Regions from separate parts of the Mus musculus genome. Here regions 1, 2, 3, 4 and 5 are each linked to region 6. A link is a contact called in public HiCAR-type, HiChIP or PLAC-seq and promoter capture Hi-C data. All regions are on one chromosome and are shown on one strand. The core of a region is the stretch at or near the end of the contact, and the rest is flanking DNA. Distances in the headings are between cores, read along the strand shown.

The links. HiCAR-type assays count read pairs that join an accessible place to other places. HiChIP or PLAC-seq counts read pairs in DNA pulled down with a chosen protein or histone mark. Capture Hi-C pulls out chosen DNA fragments and counts their contacts.
Region 1: a contact with region 6 is called in a promoter capture Hi-C map of liver. The contact joins the promoter of Agfg1 here to the promoter of Rhbdd1 in region 6. A contact is called at or near these places in 1 of 39 promoter capture datasets (neutrophils), 1 of 484 Hi-C or Micro-C datasets (CD4 T cells), 2 of 115 datasets of contacts at active chromatin or transcription factors (memory CD8 T cells and pancreatic cancer cells) and 1 of 9 other capture datasets (liver).
Region 2: an H3K27ac HiChIP or PLAC-seq map of embryonic stem cells shows a contact between it and region 6, with 6 times the contacts expected there. The contact joins the enhancer-like site here to the promoter of Rhbdd1 in region 6. A contact is called at or near these places in 1 of 39 promoter capture datasets (cranial neural crest) and 5 of 115 datasets of contacts at active chromatin or transcription factors (acute myeloid leukemia, astrocytes, embryonic stem cells and 1 more).
Region 3: a contact with region 6 is called in an H3K27ac HiChIP or PLAC-seq map of SST interneurons, with 11 times the contacts expected there. The contact joins the enhancer-like site here to the promoter of Rhbdd1 in region 6. A contact is called at or near these places in 3 of 39 promoter capture datasets (cranial neural crest, frontonasal cranial neural crest and maxillary cranial neural crest), 1 of 484 Hi-C or Micro-C datasets (stem cell-derived neural stem cells), 7 of 115 datasets of contacts at active chromatin or transcription factors (SST interneurons, embryonic basal ganglia, embryonic stem cells and 3 more) and 1 of 9 other capture datasets (embryonic stem cells).
Region 4: a contact with region 6 is called in a FOXA1 HiChIP or PLAC-seq map of pancreatic cancer cells. The contact joins the enhancer-like site here to the promoter of Rhbdd1 in region 6. A contact is called at or near these places in 2 of 39 promoter capture datasets (cranial neural crest and frontonasal cranial neural crest) and 6 of 115 datasets of contacts at active chromatin or transcription factors (acute myeloid leukemia, embryonic limb bud, embryonic stem cells and 3 more).
Region 5: a contact with region 6 is called in a HiCAR-type map of fibro-adipogenic progenitors, with 4 times the contacts expected there. The contact joins the enhancer-like site here to the promoter of Rhbdd1 in region 6. A contact is called at or near these places in 2 of 39 promoter capture datasets (cranial neural crest and maxillary cranial neural crest), 1 of 484 Hi-C or Micro-C datasets (muscle stem cells) and 5 of 115 datasets of contacts at active chromatin or transcription factors (embryonic fibroblasts, embryonic stem cells, fibro-adipogenic progenitors and 2 more).

The regions. Positions count from the first base shown.
Region 1 is chr1:82,838,202-82,841,249 of GRCm38.p6, forward strand. Agfg1 (ArfGAP with FG repeats 1) reads left to right here and starts at 1,259. Exons shown (of 13, transcript NM_001368850.1): 1 at 1,259-1,688. The coding sequence starts at 1,522.
Region 2 is chr1:81,716,986-81,719,969 of GRCm38.p6, forward strand. No RefSeq gene overlaps it. Among named protein-coding and RNA genes, the nearest start is that of Mir6344, 410 kb to the right of the region's middle. Within about 2 kb of position 1,471, at least 28 of the 459 cell types and tissues checked have an H3K27ac peak or open chromatin away from gene starts, as enhancers often do. A contact at or near this core is called in embryonic stem cells, where this site is marked.
Region 3 is chr1:81,592,660-81,595,751 of GRCm38.p6, forward strand. No RefSeq gene overlaps it. Among named protein-coding and RNA genes, the nearest start is that of Nyap2, 520 kb to the left of the region's middle. Within about 2 kb of position 1,387, at least 153 of the 459 cell types and tissues checked have an H3K27ac peak or open chromatin away from gene starts, as enhancers often do. A contact at or near this core is called in SST interneurons, embryonic basal ganglia and stem cell-derived neural stem cells, where this site is marked.
Region 4 is chr1:81,623,039-81,625,742 of GRCm38.p6, forward strand. No RefSeq gene overlaps it. Among named protein-coding and RNA genes, the nearest start is that of Mir6344, 510 kb to the right of the region's middle. Within about 2 kb of position 1,278, at least 14 of the 459 cell types and tissues checked have an H3K27ac peak or open chromatin away from gene starts, as enhancers often do. A contact at or near this core is called in pancreatic cancer cells, where this site is marked.
Region 5 is chr1:81,738,983-81,741,876 of GRCm38.p6, forward strand. It overlaps the pseudogene Gm5530. Among named protein-coding and RNA genes, the nearest start is that of Mir6344, 390 kb to the right of the region's middle. Within about 2 kb of position 1,274, at least 37 of the 459 cell types and tissues checked have an H3K27ac peak or open chromatin away from gene starts, as enhancers often do. A contact at or near this core is called in embryonic fibroblasts, fibro-adipogenic progenitors and muscle stem cells, where this site is marked.
Region 6 is chr1:82,315,313-82,318,169 of GRCm38.p6, forward strand. It overlaps Rhbdd1 (rhomboid domain containing 1), which reads left to right and starts at 1,267. Exons shown (of 7, transcript NM_029777.3): 1 at 1,267-1,336.

The DNA of each region.
Region 1 (3,048 bases), core at 9-2,508, 520 kb after region 6:
AGAGAGAGAGAGAGAGAGAGAGAGAGAGAGGGAGGGGGAGGGAGGGGGGAAGGAAAAGGGGGAGAGGAAGAGGGAGTTTTTACTTTTCTTGGGCTAGGGATAAAACCAGGGCCTGCCTATACATAGTAACCACTCTGCCTTTGAGCTACAGTCTCAGTCCTGAAATATATATATATATATATTAGTAATAAGTGGGTTTATTTTAAGATAAATATGATATTGGGCAAGGGGATCAATAAAGCAAGAAGAGACATGAGCTGATAGTTGTTGAAGATGAACTCTGGATCCTAGGGATAGTTAAATTTCTCATGTAGGAAACAGTTCAGAAACACTAGCCATCCTATCTGCCCCCCTTTAATAATAATGCCATTTACTATTATAATAATGTTAAGTTAACCCGATGGTTCCCCGGGGCTGACTCAGCATTTTCAGCTAGGAAACTTGAATTCTCCTCTTGTGAAAACTACTCCATTTGCAGTGGGGGCTGGGACAGTATTCGGTAACTCAGTTTTTGAGCCTCCCCACACTCCTTTGAGAAATGAAGGTACAGATGGTTTCTCATACCTTACCGCAGGAGTTCTCTACCTTCCTAATGCTGCTGCGACCCTTTAATACAGTTCCTCACGTTGTGGTGACCCCCCACCACAAAATTATTTCCATTGGTACTCCATACCTGTAATTTTGCTACTGTTATGAATAGTAATGTAAATTGTGTTCCCCGATGGTCTTAGGTGACCCCTCTGAGAGGGTTGTTCAACACCCCCACCCCCACCCGAACCAGTGTCTTAGGGGCTAGCAGTGATTTCCTGCAGCCTCAAAAGGTGGGTGTTGCAGTTGGACTATGTTGGAACTCTGGCTTCGGCAGGTAAATACCGTCGTAAATTTATCCCAGTGCACCATACAAATTTAAGTCTAGAGTAGCGGAGTGAATGGGGATGACTTGGAAGAAGGCGACTAGGCTAGATTCTGTAAGGGAAGAATTTGGAGTGTCTCCTAAAGCAGCGGGAAGCTGCCGGGAACATTTCTGCCTGGAGGAAGATAGCCTGCTTACACGAAGCTCTTTGCACGTACAGGCACCCAGCGGATAAGGGCTGTAATTTATTGACACCATTGTGTCTTCTCTACCCCGCCCAGCTCCGACCCTTGCCGCAGCGTGGCCGCAGTGACTCCTCCCGGCCAGCAGAGGGCGCCAGCCTGCACTTGGCCCCCGGCTGCCCGAGGCCGGTCTCCTCTTGCCGCTCCCCCCGCCCCCCACCTCGTCTTTCCCCCTTAGGAGAAGTCGGGAAGGTGGCAGCGGCGGCGGTGGCGGTTGTCCCGCCCGGCCGGTTGGTGTGACCGGTCGGCGCGTGCTGCGCAGCTTCCTCGCCTTGTCCTGCCCGGCGGAGCCGAGCGGAGGCCGAGACCGGAGTCCGCGAGGGCGGAGGCGGCGGCGGCCAGGGCGGCCCGTGGGAAGGGAGCGCGGGGCCCCGGCAGCGCCGCCGGCTCCCGGCCCTGCCGGCCTCCTCGGTCGGAGCCGCGGCCATGGCGGCCAGCGCGAAGCGGAAGCAGGAGGAGAAGCACCTGAAGATGCTGCGGGACATGACGGGGCTGCCGCACAACCGCAAGTGTTTCGACTGCGACCAGCGCGGCCCCACCTACGTGAACATGACGGTCGGCTCGTTCGTGTGCACCTCCTGCTCCGGCAGCCTGTGAGTGCGGACGGGGGTCGTGGGTACCGGGCCGTGGCGGCGGGGCCCGTTGGGGATGCGGCCAGCCTAGGCCTTGGGGGCCGGAGATGCTCTTGCTCTTTGGCCGGGCGAGGGTCCAGCCTTGGGGTGGCCGGCGTGGGTGGGGCGTGGGTGGGGTCGGGGTCAGCCAGCGGCCGGCCCGGCGGAGCATCCCGGCTTCCCGCCGCTCAGCGGGCGTGGCCGCGCCTCGGGGGGCGCAGGCGGGGAGCATCCCCGGGAGGGCGGTGCGGGGCCTTTGTGCGACCCGCAGCTCCGTGGTTGGGGGGCCCGGCCTCTGCTCGGTGCCGCGGAGCTGGTGGGGAGGGTGAGAGCAGGGACGCAGAAAGCTGGGGATCTTCCTCCGGTCCACAGCACTCAGGTAGCTGGGGCGTGTTGGGGGCGGGCGGGGGGCGTTAATAGGTCTTGATGGCTGAGGTGTGAATCCCAGGAGAAAAGTTCTCCCTAGAGGATTAATTACGTGAGGCGGGGAGGCAGCAAAAGCACGAGGGTTGTGGCTGCATGGCTCCAAGTGTCCTCAGTTGGGGAAAGTTTTACTGGAAAAGGGTAATCAGGAGTTGTGCGCTTCAAAATAAGGATGGAGCTCGATGAGATTTCTGTATCAGAACCCAAGTGTCCTATCTGTCTGGAGAAATGGGGACTGGGAAGACAATATTGAGAAAGGAGATGGAGGTGACCGCCTGAAATTACTCAGATGGCATGTCTAGGCCTCTCTGTTTAAGCTGTGTTGTGATGGGAATTTTTGTTCTTGTGAAATTTCACTTGGAAAGGTTGCAGGTGACTCTGGAACTGATTAGATGCAATTATTTTCTGGTTATCTTGAATTCAATGCATTTTTAATGATCTGGTAGTTAATATTCCTTGGGTCTTAAAAAATATTACCGTGCATGTCGCAGTGTGGGGACACGTGTGCATGTTTTGTATACCTGGGTTCACTTTTACAGGCTGAACCTTTTCCTGGGCCCTCCCAAAATTTTTTATTATATTAATAGCAATGTACATAACACGTAGGAAATTTTGTAAAAAGTTGAAGGATGTTGACATGGCCAATAATTCACTATTCCCCCAGACACCCTTCCATTTTGAATTTGGGCAAGGAGGCATCTTTGGTTCTTCATGAGTATAACATTATTTTGGGTGGTTCCTATTCAGTTTTTGGATGAGCTTTAGTTAGGGTGTGGTGATAAATAAATGCCTTGTCTCAGCATTTACATTCTAATGGAGACAGTGGATATACGTAAGAAAGACCAGTGTCTGGGTTCTGTGTTCAGCTTTGGAGTAGTTCGGTAAGAGGGTCCTAGAGGTTACTTTCAGGGTTATAGTT
Region 2 (2,984 bases), core at 221-2,720, 600 kb before region 6:
AATAGCTATGTTTTGTTTCTTTCATAATTACTTCTAAATTAAGGGGAGTCTTCCAAACCCTCAATAAATTATGACCACATAGAGGAGTGATGGGGATCCAATAGGAGTCTCTGTGAAAGTGGGACAGTTTTAAGGATGAAGGAGAATATGGTGGCCTTCATGGTTGTTTCGAATCACAGGGTCCATGAGAACCTCTGAAGCACTGGAGTAGAGACGATTAGGCAGGAGCTTGACATGCCTGCCAAGCTCATCTTAGAACAATAGCAATCAAGAAACGCTTGCATCTGCTCATCACTTCTGCTCTAGTTCCCACATCCTTTCTGATGCTGGTCAGAATCAGAGCTCAGTAAGCTAGAGGACACAAGCAGTGTGGACAATCATACCTCCCTCTCCTGGGTGAAACGTTAAACCCGCTTTGAACTTTGCATACTTAATTCTAATTTCTGAACCAAGATTCTACCTGTCCATTCGAGGGCTTTTGTAGGTTTTCTGATGCAAACAGACATCACCCAGTCTAAGATCCAAGTTAAGTAGGGAAGTAAATTTTCCAAAGAAGAAGGCATGGTGGAACAGAAAATGACAATTATGCTCCATGAATTCTGTATGGTCAACATTAAGTTTATATTGGTTTCTTCTCTTTTCCTAAGTTGCATAAAACATTTACTCCAGCTAATCTGCTTTAGTTATAGGCCCCTAGAGAGGCCCAGCTTTTTCCAGGTTTGCTCTTACCCAGAAAGCCTCTTTGTTTTATTCCAGTGCTCTGTGAACTGCACCTACCTGTCTGCTCTTACCCAAACTGCTTCAGCCATGTTTTATTTAGCTCTGTGGTCCACACTGATTTTCTCCTCCTAACCTCTACTTATTTTCTAGTACTGTTTAATTGATTTTAATCACTACAGTCCATTTTTATATAATATTATATACCTGTATAGCTGTGTTCATCAATAATTTGTGAACTACTATGAAGTTGTATATCTCTGAGTTGGTGATAGTTTTATTATTAAATTGAATTTCAATATAGTTCACTAGATTGTTTAAATATGGACATCATAATCTAAAGCAATTAGTGTTCTTTTTTATTAGGAAACAGAATACAAAAGGTGAAAGGATCTTGTTTTTTCTTTTTGCTTGTCTATCATTACAGACAGAATACTTTCAAGCTCATTTCCTAAAGGAATGAAAGACTATTTAAAAAAAAATACGGTGAGAAAATTTTGCTCTGAGAATATCTGGAAATCTATTTCTTGTCTTTTCAAATATGAAAAAGTAAATAAAAATTCATTCCCAGTTGTCTCAGCAGAGTCAGGTCTTACATCTGGGAATATGACCTGTTTATATGTAAATATTCAAGGGTGTGCTTGAAAGAGATCTGTGTTTTATTTGAAATTCATGAAAGGTTGGAGGCTACACAAAGGTGTCTCAAGGGTCTTGTGTATTTAGAGAGGAATGCCAGGAATGTGGGCTTCACAGCTTGTAAAACAGTAACTTCTTTGATTGGATGTTCAGTTGGGCTCAGTCTGGCCTTTTCTGTTTTTAAATTCAAAGGTAAATTTAACTTAGGGAGGAGATAGTTCTTTTGGGGATTTCAAAGGCAATTTGTTTTCTTTCTCTCTTTTTTTCTTCTCCTTTAAGTCATAAGCTGTAAATCTTTTGGAATTTGAATTCTACACTTGTTTACCTCTGTGGTACTGCTTAGGCCGCTGACTCTGAAATGGCTCCTTCTTTATCCCTGAATGCTGAAGACAGAAAAGGCCTTTCAGGAAATTTCATTTGGAAAACTATTGCCAAGGATCCTATTTAAGGCAGATGATGTTTGTTGTCCCGACACATACCACTGACCCATGTTGTCTGAATGTCATAGTGAAAGTAGCTGTTACCAATAAAATAGTCCCTTGTCATTGGATCAAAAGTTTACCCAAAGTAAGTTCCATTTCCAAGTAACACAAAAAACTTCCATGGCTTTATGGTTCTGTCACGCACTAAAGATCCTCTATTAATATTTAATATACTCCTGACAATCCCACTCCTTTAGTACTTTCTGAACACACATTCTGAGCTTGGATTAATTATCTTATGTGTCATGCTCTTAAACATTGGTGGTCACTAAAAAAATTATTGGTGTTTTCTGTAAAATTATATAACTATTATTATACAGTTAAGAATACCTAAGGTTCCCTATTTTATTAATTAGACCACATTTGGAGCTAAACAAAGTGGAGATAACACATATGTAGGGATATTTGTGAGGGACTTTTGCTTAATTTTAAGTAGGAAAATTCATTTCTAATCTGGATCTTTGAGGTAGAAAGACACTCCATTAATCCAGATTCAATCTCGGCCATATCTTTTGCTGTAAGCCCGTATGAAGACATGGAAAAAAAAAGATGCTTTTGATCTTTGCATGCTTGTCCTCGCCTTGCTAATAAGGCCATTCTATCACTGGCATTAGAGCCTACTTCTTTGGGATTCCAGCATATACTGAAGACCAGCTGAGACATCCAGCCTTATTGACTAAGCAACTACTGAATTGTTGGACTTTCTCTTCATAGCTAGCCATTTTGGGGTTAGCTGGACCACATCCTGTAAGTCATCTGTAAGTAAGGTACATTGGACAAAACAAAAAACAATAACAAAAAGCCAAGAGCAATTTAAGATTTAGTGCAATCTACTTCAGAATCCCAAGGTCAAGTTTTACAGAAAACAAACAAACAAACAAACAAACAAAACCAAAAACAAAACAAATTCATTTGGAAGTCATAAAGACCAGGATAGACAAAGCAATTTTGAAATTAATGCTCAGATGTATCAACATACTTGATTGTAAGTTATACTGAAGAGATGTAGCAACAAAAGCAGTATGGCACTGGCTCAAAAACAGATGCATAAATCAATGAAACAGAATAGAGAACACAGATGTACCCACTCATCTACAACCAATGGAATTTTTACAAAGTATAGAAAGTATACACTAGAATGAAGATAAT
Region 3 (3,092 bases), core at 137-2,636, 720 kb before region 6:
AGACTGCACCTAATGCCCAGGAAGTCTCTTTGCTTCCCATGCCTTTGTTGTGGGACCAAGCCTCATGCTGAAGTTTGCAAGGCATATAGAGCTCTGCCCAAATGTTAAGGAGGACCCACATACAGGCCTCCTGGATAGGTAGGCATTTCTTGTCTAAAATATAGAAGGGTATTTTTACACCTTGCTCTGTTGCCCTTAGAAAAAGACAGATTCTCCCCAAATCACGGAAGTGTGTGTGTGTGTGTGTGTGTGTGTGTGTGTGTGTGTGTGTGTGTGGTGTGTGTGTGTGTACTTGATGCTTAAGGTTAATTACACCCAAGAAAGTTAGCTAGTGTCCCTTTGGGGGTGTGTCTGGATAAAAATGTCCCAGTCCTGGGCCATTCATTTTAGGATGCTGAGACGGTTTAATAAGTACAGTAACATTTGGGAGTGGGAGGTAGAATTTTCCTCTATAGTCATAAGGATATCATATAGGTGGTAGTGGAGGTGGTGGTGATGGTGGTGGGGTGGTGCTTCTGCTGCTGCTGCTGCTGGTGTGTGTGTGTGTGTGTGTGTGTGTGTGTGTGTGTGTGTGTGTGTGTGGTGTCCATGGAGAGGACTAAACCTGTACTGAATACCATTCTTCAAATGCAACTACACTTAAATATCCATATATTAAAATATACATGCCCATTTTCCGCTCCTACATAAAGGAGCCAGGCACAGGCCGGTCTCTTTCTAGTTGATCTTAATCCCTCTCCCCTTCAGCGTGGCCAGGAGCACCCCTCTCTTTGTAATAAATAGCTCTGAGAGCAAGACATTCATTCTGTCCCCTTTGATCACCTTGGAGCTGTCAGCTTGTGCTGCTGTTTGCCTCCCAGCTCTTGTTCCTGCCTAAAAGTGGAAGTAATGCCCCCTGAAAGAAATACCCTAGGTGTCCCGCAAGGCTGCAATCTATTTCTTCTTTTGTTGCATACGCCCCCTGGGGCCCGCCCTCCCAGCTTGAACAAACTCCTCTCTTCTTCCCCCCTCTCTATATCTTCGAAATTCTAGTTCCTTCTACAGACACTCAGCTGTGCTCCTGTGACGCCCCTAGGCCAGACTGTCTGAGAAGCTACCACCCTGCCAGACTGGGGAGGCTCCTCCTGGCTCCTCCTCCTTCTGCTAGTCGCAGACTCCGCAGAGCTCCGCACTGCAGGCTTTTGTGGTCACGGATCCTACAATCTTCATCAGAGAAGGCTAGCATCATGTCCCTGTAACTTAACCAGCAACTGATCTCCCCTAAATGCCCTCGTTTCCCTGCATTGACTAGAGACTTGGGATGCCTCCTCCCTCCCAGGAACTCCTTGGGCTGGCATTAGGGGCCCCCAATTTTGCAGTCAGCGTTTGAGTGGTGGGGAGTGGCGCTGAGATCGGGCTCAGCTGCAAGCCTTTGCTGATGCAGGGCTGGGAACACATTTGCAAGCTCTCTTCCTGGTTTATAGCGGAGATTATAAGCAATCTGTCTCCTCTCTTATCATCGCGTCAGGCCTGTTGTATAGTTTGTAAATATTGCTCAAGTGAAATAATTTGCAAAAGTAAACAATTGGGAGAAAAGAATATGGACCGTGAGGTTTGTCTTTAATGTATTTACAGGACAGGAAAGGGGTCTGGGATGAGAAAATTATGGGGTAGAATGGGGAGGGGAGGGAAGAAGAGGGGAGAGTTGACGACCAGAATGCTGATGATTCTGTGATGGCGACATAACTAATTAACTGTAATGTCGCTTAAAAGCTTCTGGCTCTCCCTGACATTGTTCGAAAGTATGCATTATTTTAAAAAGAGCTAAGATGTAGGGGGTGGTTGAGTGGCTTTAAAATGACTGAATACCACTCATTGTGCTGGATAAGAAAGAAAGAAAGAAAGAAAGAAAGAAAGAAAGAAAGAAAGAAAGAAAGAAAGAAAGAAAGAAAGAAAGAAAGAAAGAAAGAAAGACGAAAACCGACAAACTGCAGTGGAAATAAATACAGCATTGCAGGTTGGTGTGTGAGGCTACAGCTGGGGAAGCCAGGGCTGTTAAGTGGAAAATTCCTGAAGAGGACATATTTCTGTTTCCAGTGGGAAGAAAGAGAGTGTTGTTGGGAGCTGGCAGTTCTTTATAAAATACAAGAGTACCATGATGATGACCAAACGACCTAACTGAACTGAGAGAAATTAACCAAACAAATAGCTTTACCTGTTATACTGTATTCTTAGAGACTGCCACAGTCTCCTTTCTGGTCCCCTGGGTCTAGACAGAAGGGAGGAATGAAGAGGCTAAGAGAGCTGACAGACAGCAGAAAACTGGAGTGGGGTGGGGGTAGGGGGTGGGGAGTAGGGGTGCCTTTGCTCCTGAAACAAACACATACTCAGAGAGCCGGTCCTTGGGTTCTCAATACTGAGAAACCAGTGTTATCTGGAGGATGCCCATTGTAGGAACACTCTTGTTGGTCCTGAGAGGACTTTCCCAGAATTCCTGTTTAGGGGAACTTCAGAGAGATGTCACTGCCATCCCTTCAAGGGTAGTTTAGATTGCATCCCTAAGATGCAAAGAGAGGAGAGCAGAAAGCAGGTCCTCAGCGATGCCCCACCCCCGACCCCCGTGAAAGTTCCTTGTACACTTGGAGAGCACATTCCGTCTAAGGCATCCTGCTGCAGAGAAATCAAAGCCAAGAAGAAGCCTTGGTATTTTTCCTTCTCTGCAAAGTGTTTGTCAGGAAGTCAAGGGTTCCGGGGGGCAGGGGAAGCCTGCAGAGGATGCTCTTCATCAGGGATGCTCTGCATCCGAGAACTTTCATTTGCTCGGAGCACCAACATGCTAACAAAGTAATGAGAATCCACTTTTTTTTTTCTTTAAAGGCTTTGTTGTGTCTGTAAAGGGATGCATATGATGGCCTTTTACAGATAAGCTCATACTAATCTCAGAATTAAATAAATCTAATTGATATTGAAGACAACTTGTGAGAAGTAGCTTCCACTCAATTGTAATTAAAATGACATCGAATTTGTGTGATCAAACTTTCATGACCGATAGAACACAGATAGGAAACCTTACCTCATTCCAATGTCTCCAAAATTTAAGTTTTCTTGGATGT
Region 4 (2,704 bases), core at 28-2,527, 690 kb before region 6:
GGCTTAAAGAGAGCTTAAGGACTGAGAGATGGGAACGGAATGAGATGGGAGCCGAGATAGAAGACAGACATAAACTGCAGAGGGACTCAGAGAGACATTGAGAAGAGAAGAGGAGAAAGGTAGACTGAAGTGGCAGACATAGAATAGTTAAATGGGTTAAATAAGCTACGATCTAGTCAGGGAATGAGAAAAAGCTTATGTCCTAGGCATTAAATAATAACTAATTAGTCTCAGAGTCATCATTCTGGGAGCAGGACTGGGGAGGAAAAACAGATTTTAAAAATTATTTTAATAATATCATTATAATACTGATTAATTCTCAACATACCTTTTTGGAGGAGACATCTATATTTCAACCATAGCACATTGGGCAAAACATTGCTTCAAATTCCGTATATCTGCAATCCTCTGTGGCAAATATATTGGGTATTTTGAGCAAGTATTTGCTGAACTTGGCAGCGTAGTTGGCTGTAAGCGCTAATGTCCTAAGATAATGTTTAAGTTCTTGCATCTGAGTGCAGGCTACAAAAGAGTAGACATCCTTTAGCACTTTGGCTGCATTGTTTATTAGAATTTTTTATGTACATAGAAGGCAGTTTTCCTAGTGCTCACCAATATCATCATCACAGACACTCAGACACCAAGGGAAAACACTTTCACAGCACACACACACACACACACACACACACACACACACACACACACACTCATAGACATAAAGTCAAATTGCCATATCACTGAAAATAAATAGTTTTCAAGAGAATATTCCTTTAATAGATTTGTATAGGAAAAGAATGCCAAGAGTCAAATCAAAACCTTTATACAGGTTACATCTGAAGACTTAGGTGACTGTGTACCAGTAATAGCAAGGACTGCACAAGATCATGGCTTCACAGTGTAGTACTAAGGACAGGGAATTATTAAACATGATGTCTGAGTTTCATCATCTCTGTCACATAGCCTGTGTGCCCTATGTGAAACTTACTTAGCTTTTCTATGAGACAGTCTGTCCAGTTTTAGAAAGGAAAAGTGATAGTGCCTGCATCTAGATATGGAGGCTGGAGGCTGCATGTCTAAAAAGAGAAGCAGTAATAGTATTTAGGGGTGCCTGCTAATGACCTAAAGTCAATATACAAAACACAGGAGAATGGAATGTGGGGATTAGTGCATAGCATTCACTTATTCTATAATCATTAAAGAAGCAACAATGAGAGTAACTGCTGCCGTTCAGATATACACACGGCAAGGGTATGATTCAGCAAGGGTATGATTCAGCAAGGGACATAGTACAGAGAAGCACAGGAGACTTTGACTCACCTTTATGGATGGTTGAGTGTGTGGCATGTGTGCGGACGTGGCCAAGAGAAAGTGCCATCAGCAAGGTAGACAGAAAACATTGTTCCCCCTAAAAGTCCAAAGCATAGCTCCTGGGGAGATCTGGTTTGCAGTTTAGTAACTGGTGGCTAAAAGTCAGCAGTGTCAAATACCTTTGATCCAGTGTGTCTTAATATAAAAATGCATTTGTTCAGAATAACAAGAAAGTTTTCATTGAAAATGAACCCTTTCAACTAACATAAACCAAAGTGATCTATGCAGTACAGTTTTATTCAGCAATCAATAGGATTGGCATGCCACTTCAATACAAAGCTAAAGTACTCAGTTTCAAAACAGTTAACTGGCTCATATATCTTCATGTTATATATGCACATGTGTGTGAGCATACATACATAAACACACACACACACACACACACACACACACACATTAAAAGCCTCACTTTTACCTATAATGTAGCCATAGATATTTGTTATTCTTTCCTAAAATTCTCATTTCTTCTCACTCTCTACCTATGTATCTATGTATGTATGCATCTATATCTTTACTTACATAGATACATACCTACATACATACACAGTGAAAGAGGGAAGAGAGACAGAGATACAGAGATCTCCCTGCTAATGATCTAGAGTATATATACAAAATGCACTTAGATTGAAATATGTTAAGTCGTGCAGAATATTTATTATTCTACAATCACAAAAGTCAACAATGAGATTATAGATATTTATCTGTATAGATATATAGATGAGATGTAGATAGATTTATATTACCTATAGAGAGAAATAAAGATAGAGACAGAGATAATGGCAATACCTCCTTTCTAACTCCAGAATGTGTGATTTCCAATGAGTTCTCCATGGGAAGGTGTACTATTTTATTCATGACAGAAGATGTTTTTATTTTGACAAGTTCAGTTGTTCCACATAATTCACCCTTGGCTAATTATTCCATCTTTCAATGAATGGAAATTTGATGTTGAAAAGAGAGTTATGAGCTTCTCACATATAATTTTAAAATAATTTGAACCAGCTCAGAAATCAACTTGAATTATCCCTATAGTGTCTTCACATCTACCCTTACATATGTCAGTTTTCAAACACCAGCAATCTTTGCTTCAATGAACATAAATGTGTATATTTACTAGAATTCTGAAAAACATCAAGTTAAGCATTGTGATAACAAGCATTGTATCACATTATATGTTTTAAGGTGAATTATTAGCAACATAAGTGGGGCAATGCAGAGATGAAGGATTTCTATTATTTTCTCTTTTCTTTCCTTTTTTTTTTTTTTTTTTTTTTTTTTTTTTTTTACTTTTTTACTGAATATGTTTTTGCCAAGTTCTTTAGAGGAACTTTAATCC
Region 5 (2,894 bases), core at 24-2,523, 580 kb before region 6:
GGAAAATTTTAAGTAATACAACTATGGGAACCGGGCTATACACAAAGAGTAATTTATTTAGTCACACTGTGGTGTCAAAGAATCTCAGAAAACGAAATATTTTAGGAGTCAGAAATGGATTCATTTCACACCACAGATGTAACAAACATATTCCAAGGAACATAGTAACTTCCCCCAGACGTTAATGATTGCCTTTAGAAACATGAATTCACAAAGAAAAGGAAAATCATAATATTTTAGTCAAAGAAGGCATAGTACTATCTCTTAGACATTTATTAGCTAGATAGTTATTTAGATAGAGAGATAACTGCACATTTAAAAAACCATAAAGGGCATACGGATGTCCATGGATGTTTGATTGGAGGACGCTTCATGCTGGGATTTTAAAACTGTATTTAAAAGCAAATAGTGAGATAGTAATTTCCAGGACCTTTGCAGGAAACCAGTAGTAGGAAAAACAGGCATTCCCAGGCCATTTGCACACATAATCAATCCATCTTTGCCAGGCTTTTGAGTCCCATAAAACACTCCCTTTTGTGTTTTCCATTCAACTGGAATGAAAATTTCTATTGAGCCTCATTCCAGACGCCCCATGAGACAGAGGTACCTTTCAGCACTCGGCACTTCACAGAGTACGTCCCCATTGAATGGGAGCACCTCAAGAGACATGTGTCAGAAATGAGGGGTTACTGAATTTCACCCTGAGAGATTTCCTTCTCTGAGACCATCACAATAGAACACCTCTTTTATCTCAGGTGATTTCCAGCTTCTCTTATACCTCATATGTATTTTTATGAGGCTTGATTTTTACAGGAAAAATATATAAGGTATATATTAAGTAAGCATATAAATGTATAACTTTTTAGTAATTTTAATCTATGAAACTCTTTTTTATAAGCATGAAGAATACAATAAAACAACATTAAGGTAGTTTTAGGATACAAGAACATCCAGACGTAAACTCCTGGGGCATTCAGGCCAGGGGCCATAGCAATCCTCATCATAGGCAGAAGTGGGGTAATTTCTCCAAGGTTAGGAAGCCATTTAGTTTCTTTAGAAACTATCCAGTTATATTACCCAAGGAACAAATCACATGGACATCCAAGAGTTGGATAGGATGTTACACTAGGAGAGAAGTGATTATTTGTCATACTGCCTTATCCTTGTATGGCGCAGCTCCAAGGATCCTCTGAGTCAGCTGCCTAGCTCTCTTCCCTAAAAATACTTTCCCTTCATACAAATACAGCCAACTTTCAAAGAAGCAACAGTTTGTCATAGTAGGTATGAGTACAGATGCTAGATTCTGAATGAATGAGCTCAGATTCTAACTTTGCCTCCTAGCTGTGCACCATTTGGCTGTCACTTAACTTCTCTGAGGCTTTCTTTCTGCCTGATGAAGCAAGGATTTGGTAATACTTCCCTCACATGCTTGTTTTAAGGACTTTAAAATGTGCTTAGGGCTTTATCGGTTTGCCTATGTGTTTGTAAGATTAGAGGAGGAAGATGGACTGAAGGAAAACACATAACTTCAAGAAAGCCAAAGTAATAATAACAACCTGCTACTTGAAAATGCCATGCTCTTTTCATCCTGCCTGTGGCACCAGTATGCCAGACTTGATTTTGTTTTAGAGTAAAGTGAGTGTGAGTCTTCGTTTCCTCATAAATATGAAGCAATAGGTACAGTGTCGCATGATCGCCAGCTTCGGAAACATAGAGGATGCTGTTCTACAGGAACTGCACATGATGCTTCACTCACAGTATGCCTTTCCTGACCAAGGGGATAAGAAATGGATGAGAAAGACAGAGTTTAAGGAAAGACAAGGCCTTCAGAGAAAATGAGTATCTGAGTTTCAGATGATGTCTTCTAAATGGCTCTCTTTCAAGGTCCCTTTAACAGGGCACAAGGATGCCTTCCTTCTCCCAACCTTTATAGAAACCATCATAACCAAGTTTGCATTTGGACATTTAGGCAACATTAAGCAAGCACACATGCTGTGTGTCTGAGACTCTGCTGCGTTAGGCAAGGGGGTAAACAAAAGCACCAATTCACACAGATAGATAAGATACAATCTGCACCAGCTAGGAGCTTACGGTTTCTGTTTAAACAAGATCTGCCATGTAATCAAGAATGAAAATAATGGTGCCCTGTGTGATCAAAAGTAGGAGAGAAAGAGGCTAAGACACAAGGAAAAGTGAAGCTCTGCATTATTTACTCATTGCTGTTACAACATACTGGACCAAAGAAGGAAGGATTTTGGCTCACAGGTTGATGATATAGTCCATCAGAGCAGAGAAGTCAAGGCAGCAGGCCTGGAGGCAGCTGGTTACATGGAATCTGCAGTCAAGAAATAACTCATGAATACTGGTGGCTTAGCTCTCTTCTTTTTATTCACTCCAGGCACCCAGCTTATCAAATGGTGTTGCCCACATTTAGGATGGGCTTTCCCACTTCAGTTAACCTCTATCCTGGACTTGCCCAGAGGTTTATTGCCTAGGAGATCTTAGATGCCATCAGACTGACAAAGAACATCAGTTACCATAAGCTTTGTTTAGTGAGAATTGCTGACCTCATGAAGATAACATGTTTTAGTATAGGGTTTTTTTGTGTGTGTGTAAATCATAATTATATTTAATGTGTAGTTTTATATTAAATTACAATAGCATTTACGTTTCCACAAAAATGGGAAACGAAAGACAAAGTCAAAGTATGTTTTCATAGAGAAGATCATTTCTATGTATATAAATTCACATAACTGTTTTCCCAAATTCACAGTGAAAACCTTAAGAATGTATAAAAACAAATACATGACAGAATTCTAAAAAATAAACTCTAATTTGGGAGCATAATTGTACAACAGGGCACCCAGGCATCACAGGTGAGTTGATAGAAAGTT
Region 6 (2,857 bases), core at 17-2,516:
GTTCACCATCACAGCCTGCTCCCCAAGAACATTCCTAAGCCCTGTCTATTTACAATTGCATTTTTTTTGAGATTACTGATTTGAGACTTGATTTGCGGCTCTTTTAAAGTCACTTCTGCACTTAAAAACAAGATAATAACAAAAACAGTGTAAGTATAGAAAGGGGTAGACTGACAGAGAATATAAAGCAAGAGTATATTAATGGAATGGATGCATAGAATTGGTGGGAAGAACAAATAGAGACCTCTCCTTTTGAGAAATTGCATTCATGTTTTCTTCCTAAGGAGATATATTTCTACATGCAATTTAGTTCCCCCTACTCACTTGGGTTCCATTTCCAGGAATGCAGTTTCGCAATGTCAGTCTTGGACTTACATACCCCCCCACTTTTTTTTATACCTGAAAGGGGTTAAATTATAAGAATTCATTCTTGAATTTGCTAAGAATTTTGTCACTTGAAATTCTCATCTATATCTCCTAATAGTGTGGGAAATTTTCATTCAAATTCCAACTACAAGGGAAAATTTTTTAGGAGAATTTCTTCTGTTATACAATAGAAGATTAACTTTTGGGGGACTGGGAAGTTTTTAATATGCTAACTAGACGTGGCTACTAAGCCTTTTGGTAAATATACCTGCACCCAATTCATGCCTTGAAAAGGTGGAGCTCTCCTCTAATTACTAGAAAAATAATTACACCAAACATCGTTTTCTTGTAGGACACAAATGCAGCATTGCCTTTAGAAGAAGCTGCCCATGAAACTGGTTCCACGTTAGAAGGAGAAAATTGCATCAAACGACCTAAGTCACAAAAACCTTTTCTCACGAGCCCTTAAAGCAGTAAACAGGCTAAGCAGTGTGGCCTCGTGTTTGTGCTTGGGGAATGAAATGTACACCGTGGCCCTGTTTCGCCGGCCTACTTTCTGGGATAAGCAGCTCTCCTGAGGCCCATTGGGAACAGCTACTGTCTCCACCGTCCACTTGGTAGACTACACTGCACCGGGAAGAAACTTTGGCCTTGAGGGAGCTGGCCATAGGCGACTCATGCGCTGTGCGCGTGGTAAGTGATTATTAGTTAGTTATGGCTGTAAAAGCACACCGACACCCTTGTTGCTAAGGGTTGAATAGGATGAGCGCTACGCATTAGCTAGAGGAAGCCGAAAAGGCAGTACGAAGCACGGAGCATGCGCAGACTGCCGCTCCTTTCCCTAGGCCGCCGGAAGTGGAGCCTGCGGAATCGGCGTCCGTGCCGGAAGTTGAGTCTCCGGATTCGGCGTCCAGACGTAGTGACGCACGAGCGCGGGAGTACGTGAGGACGCAAGCGGGTCTTAGAGAGAGTGAGTTTCCGCGTCTCTTCAGCTGAGTGTATGGCATCGCTTTTGTGCGGCGTGTGTTGCGGCTTCCCGGGACCACGGATGGCGGGGCCGGGGCTGAGATCCGGGCCGCTGCGGGCCGGGCGGAAGCGCTGCTATGGGGCCAGCCAGGGTCCGCTGGGCGGAAGTGCTGCTTAGGGACCGGGCGGAGGAGCCGGCCCGCCGGGTCCGGGTCTTCTTCTCCCCTCCGGCCGGCCGGGATGGGGTCGCAGGGGCAGTCGCACCGGTACCGCTTCCCTGGCTCATGGAGATCTAGGCTGCCCGGATAGGCTTTTGCGAGGTTCCTCCGACTTCAGGAAGTTTGAGGCGAAGTTGCATCAGCTTGCACAGAGCTTGCAGTGGCAGGTGGTTGGGGGGGCGGCCACTTCTGTCTCAAACACACAGACCCATCCTAACCTCTGTAAGGCTGTCTGTACCACAGAATAGAGGACAGACATACACCCGAGGGACTTCACCTCTTCTCTTTTCACACATGCCTTTCCGTTTTTCCAAAACAGGCATTATTTAAAACAACAACAACAACAATAACAACTGTAATATCTAATTATTGCACGGTTAAGATTCAGTTGTCAGACTCATTTATAAAAGTCCCTTTCAGTAGCTTCATGACACCAGGTTTTCTTTGGGGGGGGGGGCATGGTGCCAGGTTTTTTGTTTTTTTTTTTTTTTCCCCCTCTACTTTTCATCCCAACGTCCTAACCTCATTTACCTTCTTCCTGCTTCTATTACTGATTCTGCTTCGGATCTTCTAGTGTTCTGGTACATTCCAGGAGAGCAAGTGCTCCTGCCTTGGTCCTGGGTTTGCTCTCCATCAACAGCATCTTCTGAGGGAATTGTTGGCAGTACAGATTTTAGTGTCATACCCCTTTGAGCAAGCCTTTCGGTCCATTCTAGCACTTCCGGGTACTGAGTTCGACGAATAACAGCGTAAAAAGTACTCACTCGTTATGGAATTTTATACATAATGAGGTTAGAGTAAGGTGAGGTATTTTCTAGATCTGGAATCTTGACCGAATCATTTAACTGTGACTTCATAGTACTAAGTGTTGACATGTGAAAACAAGTGGGTAGCAATAACCCATACAAAACACTCCAAGAGAAGTTACTAGACCTGCATGAAGAAAGCGCACAGGTCGTGGAGGAAGGACGAGGTGTAGGGTTAGAGAGCAGTTGGAGTGCATGATTTTATGACTGCTGCAAAGACTTTTATCCCAACTACTTATGAATAGTAAAAATTTAGATACAGGATAGTTATGGATGTCTCACACCTGTAACAGCAATGCTCAGGAGGCTGAGGCAAGAGATATCCTAAGTTTGGAGTCCAGTCAGAGCTACATCATGAGACCCTATGCAAACAGCCACATCAAGCGAGAAAGTTACAGCAGTCCGTTATGCCACTAATTTTATTTACATTGTGGTATTTTAGAAAATGAACTATTAGAAATTGTGCCAAGGTGGTTTAAAGGTCTTTGCCCTTCTTGTTTC